2 separate regions of the Hordeum vulgare genome follow, and region 1 is linked to region 2. Evidence: chromatin contacts called from public Hi-C data. All regions are on one chromosome and are shown on one strand. The core of a region is the stretch at or near the end of the contact, and the rest is flanking DNA. Distances in the headings are between cores, read along the strand shown. Region 1 has its middle 73 kb from the start of LOC123439837. Region 2 holds the start of LOC123439837 (serine/threonine-protein kinase-like protein At3g51990).

What was found. A called contact is a pair of places that touch in the nucleus more often than the background predicts.
Region 1: a Hi-C map of leaf shows a contact between it and region 2, with 4 times the contacts expected there. The contact joins the enhancer-like site here to the promoter of LOC123439837 in region 2. A contact is called at or near these places in 3 of 6 Hi-C or Micro-C datasets (leaf and seedling) and 1 of 1 datasets of contacts at active chromatin or transcription factors (embryo).

Annotation. Positions count from the first base shown.
Region 1 is chr1H:391,124,467-391,129,142 of MorexV3_pseudomolecules_assembly, forward strand. It overlaps the pseudogene LOC123399480. Among protein-coding and RNA genes, the nearest start is that of LOC123439837, 73 kb to the left of the region's middle. Within about 2 kb of position 1,530, at least 3 of the 3 cell types and tissues checked have open chromatin away from gene starts, as enhancers often do. A contact at or near this core is called in leaf and seedling, where this site is marked.
Region 2 is chr1H:391,051,167-391,055,896 of MorexV3_pseudomolecules_assembly, forward strand. It overlaps LOC123439837 (serine/threonine-protein kinase-like protein At3g51990), which reads right to left and starts at 2,492. Exons shown (of 1, transcript XM_045116490.1): 1 at 1-2,492. The coding sequence starts at 2,477. The coding sequence ends at 609.

The DNA.
Region 1 (4,676 bases), core at 280-2,779, 72 kb after region 2:
CGTCTTTTTCTAGTGGTTTTTCACATGTTTTTATTTTTATTTTTTGGTTTCTTTTCTAATTTTTCTGTATACATCCCAATATTGTAAATATATATCTCTCCTACTAAAAAAACGATTTTTTTCGCCCACCTCGTTCTTTGTCCAATTCTCCCTTCTCTTTATTGACTTATTAAATAAAAGTATGTTTTATTTGGCAATACATTAAGTCCTTACTAAGGGATTACTAAATAAAATCCTAAACTTATTTAGGTAGGAAAATCAGGAGCATGATTTGATAACAATTATTTAGACAATCACATTAATATGGAAGGTAATCATGAGCTAACATATTATAGAATATTTACACCTATTGCAACGCACGAGCAATTGTATACTATTATAAAAAGAAAACACTTACATTAAACATTAAAAAAATGTTAAATCTGTATAGAGAAAAGTTTTTCATGTATACGCAAAGCATAAAAATATACACAATGTGTAAGAAAAGGTTGAACATACATAAAAAAGATAATTAATCATTTGAAAAATGTTGAATGTGTATAGATATTTTTCCTTGTATACAAAAAATATATATAAATACAGTGCGTATGAAAAAATGTAGATCGTGTATTTAAAAAATGTTAAATGTATATATTGATACTCTTGGTGTATATGAAAAAGTATAAACCATACATTGAGTAAAAGTGGATATAAAATTAATAGTTCAAAAGTTAATTCTGATCTTAAAAATGTGAAACATGTATATACAAATGTTCCTGATGTATACAATAAATGTACATTGTGTGTGTAAAAACATTAGCCGGCACTAATATAATGTACACCGTGTATTGATAAATGTTAACCATGTATTAAAAATATTAATCTTGTGTTTTAATTTTCTAAAACATGTATTATAAAATGTATTAGATGTATACCAAAAATATAAGTGAAAAAACAGTGAAACTAGAAAAGAAACAAAAGACCAAAGAAAAAGAAGAAAAGAAGAAAGGGAAAACCAGTGAAACCGAGAAAAGAAAGAAAAACCCAGTGAAAGAACAACCAAAGAAAAACATGAAGAAAAGAGGTAAAAGGAAAGGAAACAAAAAAGAAATGAAAATAAGAAAAAAAAACAAAAAACCCAGTCCAAATCAACAAAGTGTAGCAATTCCAGCGAACGAGAAATGCCAGCGAAAGAAAAGAAATACCTAATCGGGCGTTGACCGCGAAATAGCTCTGGCGCTGGGTTTTTTTTTTTTTTTTGACCTGATCAGCTTTAGGACTTGATCCTCTGATTTTTGGGATTCTTCATTTCCGGACTTTATTTCTCACTTTCTTATAAACGACATGGCTATTATACGAGGAATAAAGTTTTATACCGTTTAAAAGAAAAACACATCAAAAACTGTGCTATTCGTTTTGAAAAGATGCAGTGGCAAAGAAGGAGATGGTTTTGTTTCCTTCGTCGGTCACGAGCTGCTTGTGGAATGAGCAGTGGCTCTGGCCTCTGGGCGTCTTGCTGTTGCCGGATCCCTTTGCTTCGTCTGCCGCTGTTGATCGGTGCACGTACCGTCATGCTCAGCCGCCCACCACGTTGTCCGTTCTCAAAGGGGTCCAGTGCACTGCACGTTCAGCTGCTCGCTCGCCGACCACTGTCCTTGTCCAAAATGCATGCTGCGTGCCCCAACTCATTTGTTCTATCTCAAGAAAGAAGGTTATTTGCTGCACGTTTGTTCAAATTGCTCCGTGACGAATTGAACGCTGCTGAACTTCTGCTGCACATCTGTGCAGACCTGTATATACCACACCGTCATCACTGTACCAAACCGGATCGATCCAAACTTTCGGCCGGCCTCGCGCGGGCCGCACGATCCACCAACCCCGCGCGTCCGCACCGTTGGATCTTCATGCAACATTTTTTTCTCGATGTAGCAAAAATTTGACACGATGTAACAATTTTTTCAACGGTTGCAACAAAAAACAAAATTTATAAAAAAAATATCCACGTGATCGTAGCAAAAAAACAAAGTTGATGGTACGTGGTAGCAAAAGTCAAACACCGGTTGTAACAAATATCTATGTGAACGTGTATGCAACTTTTTTAGTGAACGGTTGCAGCAAAAAATGATGTCGGTCGTAACAAAAATTAACACGGTTGTAGCAAAAGTAAAAAAACATCGATTGTAATGAAAAATTCAACGAACTGAAGTTACAACCAAACGTATATGTAACTTTTTTACTGGACAAATGTAGCAAAAAACGTTTGCAGCAAATATGACGCTGATTGCAACCAATTTAAACGAAAAATGTTGCATGCCCAGTCAGCGGGTCACGCGGGGTCTCATGCGACCGGTTCGGCCGGCGCATGGATCAGAAACGTTTCCCTAAATATAGCACGTAACAGCCAGAAACTAATGAAAACCTTCTTGACTTACAATGTACTATTCCGATAGAAGAAAAGTAACTTGATGATGTATCTCCACTATCTAAAAAATGCATAAGGTCCATTTTGCTCCTTTGGTTCCGCTGTTTGGTGGAGTCTCCTTGCATCCGTGTGCACTGTTTTTCTTTTTTTAATTTTAGTTTGTGTTTGGTTTTCCTATCTTTTTTTTATTTTCTTCTTTTTTGCGTGTTTTCTGGTCAGTTTATTATTTACGTGCCTTTTATTTTTTGCCTTGTTTTTTGATTTTTAAAATCTGTGCTAATTTTTTAAATTTGTAAAAACTTTTGAAAATACACTAGAATTATCTAAAACATGTGAACACTTTAAAAAAATTACATGGACAAATTTTCGATGACTTAGTTACATGGATAAGTTTAAAATATATGACAAACATTTTTGAGTTACACTATGATGAGCGGTTTCTCAATCTATGTTGACCAATCTTTTAATAGACAAGAACATTTTTTGAATGCATGATGACTTTTTAATACGATTTTCATTACACAATGAACATTTTAAAATACCAGCTGTTTTTTTTATAAAATTAGCAAATAAAATATGTTCCATTTATATATTTACAAAATTGAAAAATTATGAATATGGTTTTTAAAACCCATCAAAACCGTACGTAACCTACCCCAAAACCTAGGATCAAACGGCATAATGGCCGGTCCACCCCACGCGAACGTCGTGGGCCAGCACCCTGTCCCGCTAGCACCGAGGCGAGGAATATTTACGCTGCATGCGCGTGCGTGGCTCACCTTCTCTTTTTTCCGTGTGTGAAAAAAAGACCCTTCTCTTTTTCTCCCTCATTATAAAGAAAAACTAACGCCTCTACCCCGGTCGGCATCGCTCCACTGCATTGGGACGGGGACGGGGACGGGGACGACGACGTTGCTGTGCATACACGACACGTGTCCCGTGCGGATCCAGAGCATGTGTTTCACGGCCGTGCTCGATCGTCTATATTTGTGGTTCGTTCGATTCGAGCTGCCGGTCGGTGTTGCGTCCGTCGCCATCCTCGAGCTGTCGTGCTCGTCTCTACCGCACGCACCACTCCTTCCTCTAGCCACCGTGCCGGTCCTGTTGACGTATAATGTGTTGCCTAGTCTCTTTTATCAGATCGGTCTTTTGGTTGCATTGGCTAGAGCATACACTTCTACATGGTATCAGAGCCAAGAGGTCTCGAGTTCAAGACCCGACTGACTCAATTAAATTGCAGTCCACTTTCGGTCCACGTTTAGGCCTGAGAGTATCTTCCATGGCTTTTCTTCAGCTCGATTCACGTGGAGAACCGCCACCTTCGCCTCCGGCGCTGCCCATCATCGGCAACCTGCACCAGCTTGGCCGGGGCCGGCACCACCGGAGGCTGCAAGCTCTCGCGCGGAGCTACGGCCCGCTCTTCCTCCTCCGCCTCGGCTCCGTGCTCAAAACCCAGGACCAAGCTCATCATCAGCCTGACCAACACCGTCATCTCCAAGGCCGCGTTCGGGAACAGGCGAGGATCAGTAGGACGGCGGCTGAGCTCGACAGTGTCATCGAGAAGACGCTCGTGGAGCATGAGGGGAGCCGAGGAAACGACGGTGACGTTCATGACCTCCTGGACGGCCTGCTCTCGAACTTCAAGGATGGTGATCAGGGGTTTAGGCTGGACCAGACTGATGTCAAGGCAGTCATCTTGGTAATTCGATCAAGAACCATGACCTAGCTAGTAGTCTCCTAGTATAACTTCGCACCACTAGCAAAGTACCAGTAGCTAACGTGTTAATACGAATTATCCATTTTCATACTGCAGGACATGTTCATAGGAGGCACAGACACGATCTATAAGGCCTTAGAATGGACGATGGCGGAGCTTGTTAAGAATCCAAGAGAAATGGAGAAGATGCAAGCAGAGGCGAGACAGGTTGCTGCCGGCACAAAGGGAGGAGTCCTTGAGGAGGACCTGGAGAAGATGAGCTTCCTCGAGGCTGCCATGAAAGAGGCACTACGCCTACATCCGCCCACACCCCTCTTCCCGCACGAGTCGATCCAGAACACCCGGCTGCACGGCTATGACATCCTAGCCAAGACCCGGGTCATGATCAATGCATGGGCGATCGGAAGGGATGGTGAGTCATGGGAGGAGGCCGATGAGTTCCGCCATAGAGGTTCATCGACAGGGCCTGAGGGCCATGGACTACAGCGGCAAGGACCCCCGGTTCATACCGTTCGACGGAGGGAGGAGGGGATGCCCTGGTATCGCTTTGGGATGCGG
Region 2 (4,730 bases), core at 1,242-3,741:
AAATGTCAAAATATTTTTTTTCCTCTTAACATCCACTTCATCTGCCGTCCTGCTTATACATACAAATCAATGGAGCACTTGGTGACTCTTGTATGCAGACACAGGGAAAAGAATCAAGGAAGCTGCACAAAAGCTACAACAACAATCTATTTGGACCAAAGGCATGCCTTCAACGGATGGTCATTTTGAAGCTTCACATGATTTGATCTGAAGCAGCAAAATGAACATCAGTTGCTTACATGGAGTGTGAACTGCATTAACAGCACCCAAGTGCTCTATCATCATCTCATGACGTACTGGACTGTGCTGTCGTTCAGGCTTCAGAGTTTTGACAGTGCCAGTACCATGTGACCTTGATTGATAACATTGCTGGCACAGTAGTAATGCTGCAACCCACGGACCACGTAGCTAGGATTTGAATTCCAAGGTCTTACTGGTAAATCATCACGAGTCACAGCCAGGCCACTCTATTTGGATAGAACAGATATTACCATGCCAGCACCAGAAGAATAGGATTGGTGGTACCTCATGACTTCATGACCATTTGTCCTTGAGATGGACTGCCAACAATAATTCATTAAGCTGGCCTCAAGAATAATTTTGTAATTTTAACTTTCTTTCAACTTGCATTGGATCTTCTCTGCTTTGTCTTGGATCTTCTCCGCATTGTGTTGGACTACCTCTGTGTGCTCTTGGATTTTTCTTTCATTTTCTTGGACTTTCTCCGGCGTGCCTTGGATTTTCTCAGCTTTGTCGAGGATCTGCCTCGTCTTTTCCTTGATTTTCTCAGCTTTGTCAAGGATTTGCACCGTAATTTCTTGGATATTCTCAGCTTTGTCAAGGGTTTCCCCTAGCTTTTCTTGGATTTTGCCTTCATTCTCTTGGACTTTCTCTGCTTTCTCTTGCATTCCATCCGACTTATCTTGGATTTTCTCTGCTTTCTCTTGAATTTCATCTGCCTTGTCTTGGATTTTCCCTGCCTTCTCATGTTCTTTCACTGTTTTATGCTTGATGCTTGCATCTAAATGTGAAACCCTATCAATTTTACCGAGTGCCTCTGATTCAACCACTCTGACGGTTTGGTTCCTCCTCAGAATCAAGACTGCATCCTTTTGCATAAGATCACTAGTGCCGCGCACTGTTCTTGCCCGACTAATGCCAAATCTTTGGCCTGCAACACCATCAATCCGAGCCATCAGCTCCAAGAGATTCCTCCTCTCCCCATCCCCTGCCTCAGAGAACACCTTTCCGTTCTTCAATGGCCGTGGTGGTTTCTTGGCACCCACCAGTGGCACTAGCTCCTCCAAGGTTGCATCTGCCTCCTTTTCATCGTCATCAAATGCCAATGCTGAAGTCGATTCCTTCTCTGATGCAGCAGCTCGCTTGGAGATGGTCTTCTGGACATCAACGATCGCACAAGGGTTTCCTACCACCGCCATCCCGTTCCACACCTTGGCGGACACCGCCTTGCTGAGGACGACGAGCCTGTCAACAATGTCAGCCATTGAAGGCCGTCGCTCCCGGCAGGACCGTACACAACTTAAAGCCAGCGAAGCCAGGTCTCTTCGAGTGACTGGGTCGCGGGGCGGCGCTACCCGTGGGTCAAACAACGCGACGACCTTCCCCTTGCGTAGCAGGGGCACCGCCCACTCGATGACGGAGGGCGGCGAGTACTGAACGTCGATGGCCTTGCGTCCGCTCATGATCTCCAACAACAGGATCCCGAAGCTGAAGACGTCGGTCTTGGTGCTGAGGCTCTCCGGTGTGACGTAGGCCGGGTCGAGGTAGCCGAGCGTGCCCGCGGGCGCCGGCGTGGCGGCATTGGCGGCGCCTCCGTCCGTCTTGGGGATGCGGAGGGCGAGGCCGAAGTCGCCGAGGTGCGCGTCGAGGTGGGCGTCGAGCAGGACGTTGGCGGACTTGACGTCGCGGTGGATGACGGCGGGCTCGGCGTCGTGGAGCGCGCGCAGCGCCCTGGCGGTCTGCAGCGCGAGGCGGACGCGGCGGGGCCAGCCGGGCGGGCGCGGGTTGGAGTGGAGCAGGTCGTAGAGCGTGCCGTTGGGCATGTACTCGACGACGAGCAGGCGCGGGCGGCGGAGCGGGTCGGGGCCGGGGCCGGGGTCGGAGTAGCCGAGGAGGTTGACGAGGCGCGGGCCGCGCACGGAGGAGAGGATGCGGATCTCGTTGTCCACCTCGGCGCGGCGCGGGGAGGGGCGCTTGACGGCGACGGCGCGGCCCGAGGGGAGCACGGCCTTGTAGACGGCCCCGTGGCTGCCCCGGCCGAGCAGCGCGGCGTCGGCGAAGTGCGAGGTGGCGGCTTCCAGGTCGTCGTAGGCGAAGCGCTCGATCACCGGCGCGGCGGCGGGCGGCAGCGAGGCGGCGGGGCCCCTGGCGCGGCGCGAGATGGGGAGCGGCGAGATGGCCGTGATGGAGCGGCACGTCGCCGCCGACGAGTCCGCCCGGCAGGAGAGGTACCCCATCCGGGATGGGCCGGGCGGAGGCGGCCGTCGGGGCGGGGCGGGGCGGAAAGGGGATCCGAGGCGGGGGGAGGAGGAGACAAGTGTGGTGTTGGAACGGTAGCGCGGAGGGGCTGCGTGGTTTTTGGAGAAGGGCGCTTGGTCTCCGCGCGGCTGCGGGGCCTGGGTCGGGGACTCGGACTGGACGGACCGGCGGTGGTAAAAACTTTTGAACAGGACGGGGATGGATTTGCTTAATGATGATGAGAGGGATAAATAATTATCGGAAATGATGAATCCCAGAATCCCGATTTTTCCTATTATTACTTCATCTGTATCTAAATAATTATAATTATAAAAAATTAAAAGAGCTGCTACCCGTACACCGGCGGGCCACCTCAACGACCACTGGATGTATCGGTGCAGCCGTCCGATCTATGTTCTGCACCCAATAGTTCGTGAAACACAGGTCGAGTTGCACAAACAATAGCCGCGTTTGGGAAAACAATAGATGCGGGGACAGATCTCGCGGTGCCTCGTCCTCCTCGCGTTGGCGGGGCTGCTGCTGCTGGCGCTCCTCCGGCCGCTGTCGTCGACGTCCAGACGGTCCTTGCCGACGCTGCTCGCCGTGCCCAACGCCGACCTTTCATAGTCGCCCTCGGCGTTCGTGGCCGCCACGGGTCCGACCTCGCCGACGTGCTCCGCTACCACTTCCTCCTCGAGTACCTCTCCCCCGCCGACCTTCGTCGCCTCCCGGCCTCTGGGAAGCTGGTCACCACGTTGTTCCAGATTCTGAAACAACTGTCCAGTTTCTGAAACAACGATCCAGTTTCGGGAAACAGTTCGCGATTAGACGCTGTTCCAGTTTCTGAAACAACTATCCAGTTTCTGAAACAACGGTCCAGTTTCAGAAAACGGTTATTAGGTCGAGGCGAGATCCAGCGGACGAGCGGTCGACGGATGGATCGCGCGGATCAACCGGTGAAAGGTAAGACTTTCCCAAAAATTAAACAGTTCTTGACAACTATAATTGTTTAGGTATAAAAACAACATTACTATTTTTGAAAAGGAGACTGACCCCTCTGCATGAGATGCATGACTATGTATATTGTCATGTTATTAATTATTCATCAAGATTTTGTAAAATATATATTAATAAATCTGAAGCCACCTTCTTAGACAATAACGGTCCATCTATCAAATTACGAAAGGCGTGCACACAATTAGGTCCGCCTACACAAACCTCACATCAAAACTGAAAGGTCCAACCAAGCCGTCCAATGACGGGTCGAAGACACAAACTGGTCTAATGTATAAGAAATGATGATAAGAGGGATGGTAACAAACTAAGGGGTCCAACCAAACCGTCCAATGACAGTGGTAACTTTTGAACCGCACGGTGATGGATTTGCTTAATGATGATGAGAGGGATAAATAATTATAGGAAATGATGAATCCCAAAGTCTGGATTTTGCATATTACTAAATAATTATAGTTATGAAGAACTAAAATAACATAAGGGGTATTACTATTTTTAAAAAAGAGACGGACCCTTCTACATGAGACGTATGACGATGCATACTGTCATGTTATCAATTATTCATCAAGATTTTACAATATATATATTAATAAATCTAAAGCCACTTTCTTGACAATAACAATCCATCTATCATATTATAAAAGGCGTGCACATAATCAGGCCCGCCTACACAAACCTCACATCCAAACCAAACATCAAAACCGAAGGATCCAACCAAGTCGTTCAATGGCGAGTCGAGGACGCAAACCGGTCTAATGTATTCTCAACGATCATCTGATGTGCACGCTTTAGAAGCCATCATCATCATCTTTTGCCGATCCTTCTTCAGAATTGATATCAATGTATAGGTCTATCAAATTATGGAAGGCATGCACATAATCATGCCCGCCTGCACTAATCTCACATCCAAGCCAAACATCAAAATCGAAGGCCCAAACCACGTCGTCCAATGACGGGTCAAGGACACAAACCGATCCAATGTATTCTCAACGGACATCGCATGCGCACGCTTCAGAGGCCATCATCATCTTCCACCGACCCCTCTTCAGAATTGGTATCGATGTATTGGTCTTGTTAGGCCTGTCATCGATGTCACCAGGATGTCGGGCAACACCACCTTCCTACGCGCGTTAATGATCCCGCATCCATCGCCGAGACCTTGTTGCGCCACGTCGCCGAGACTCCACACTATCAATGCGGCATAAGAAACGTCGCTCCATCGTCGAAAATGTTCACTC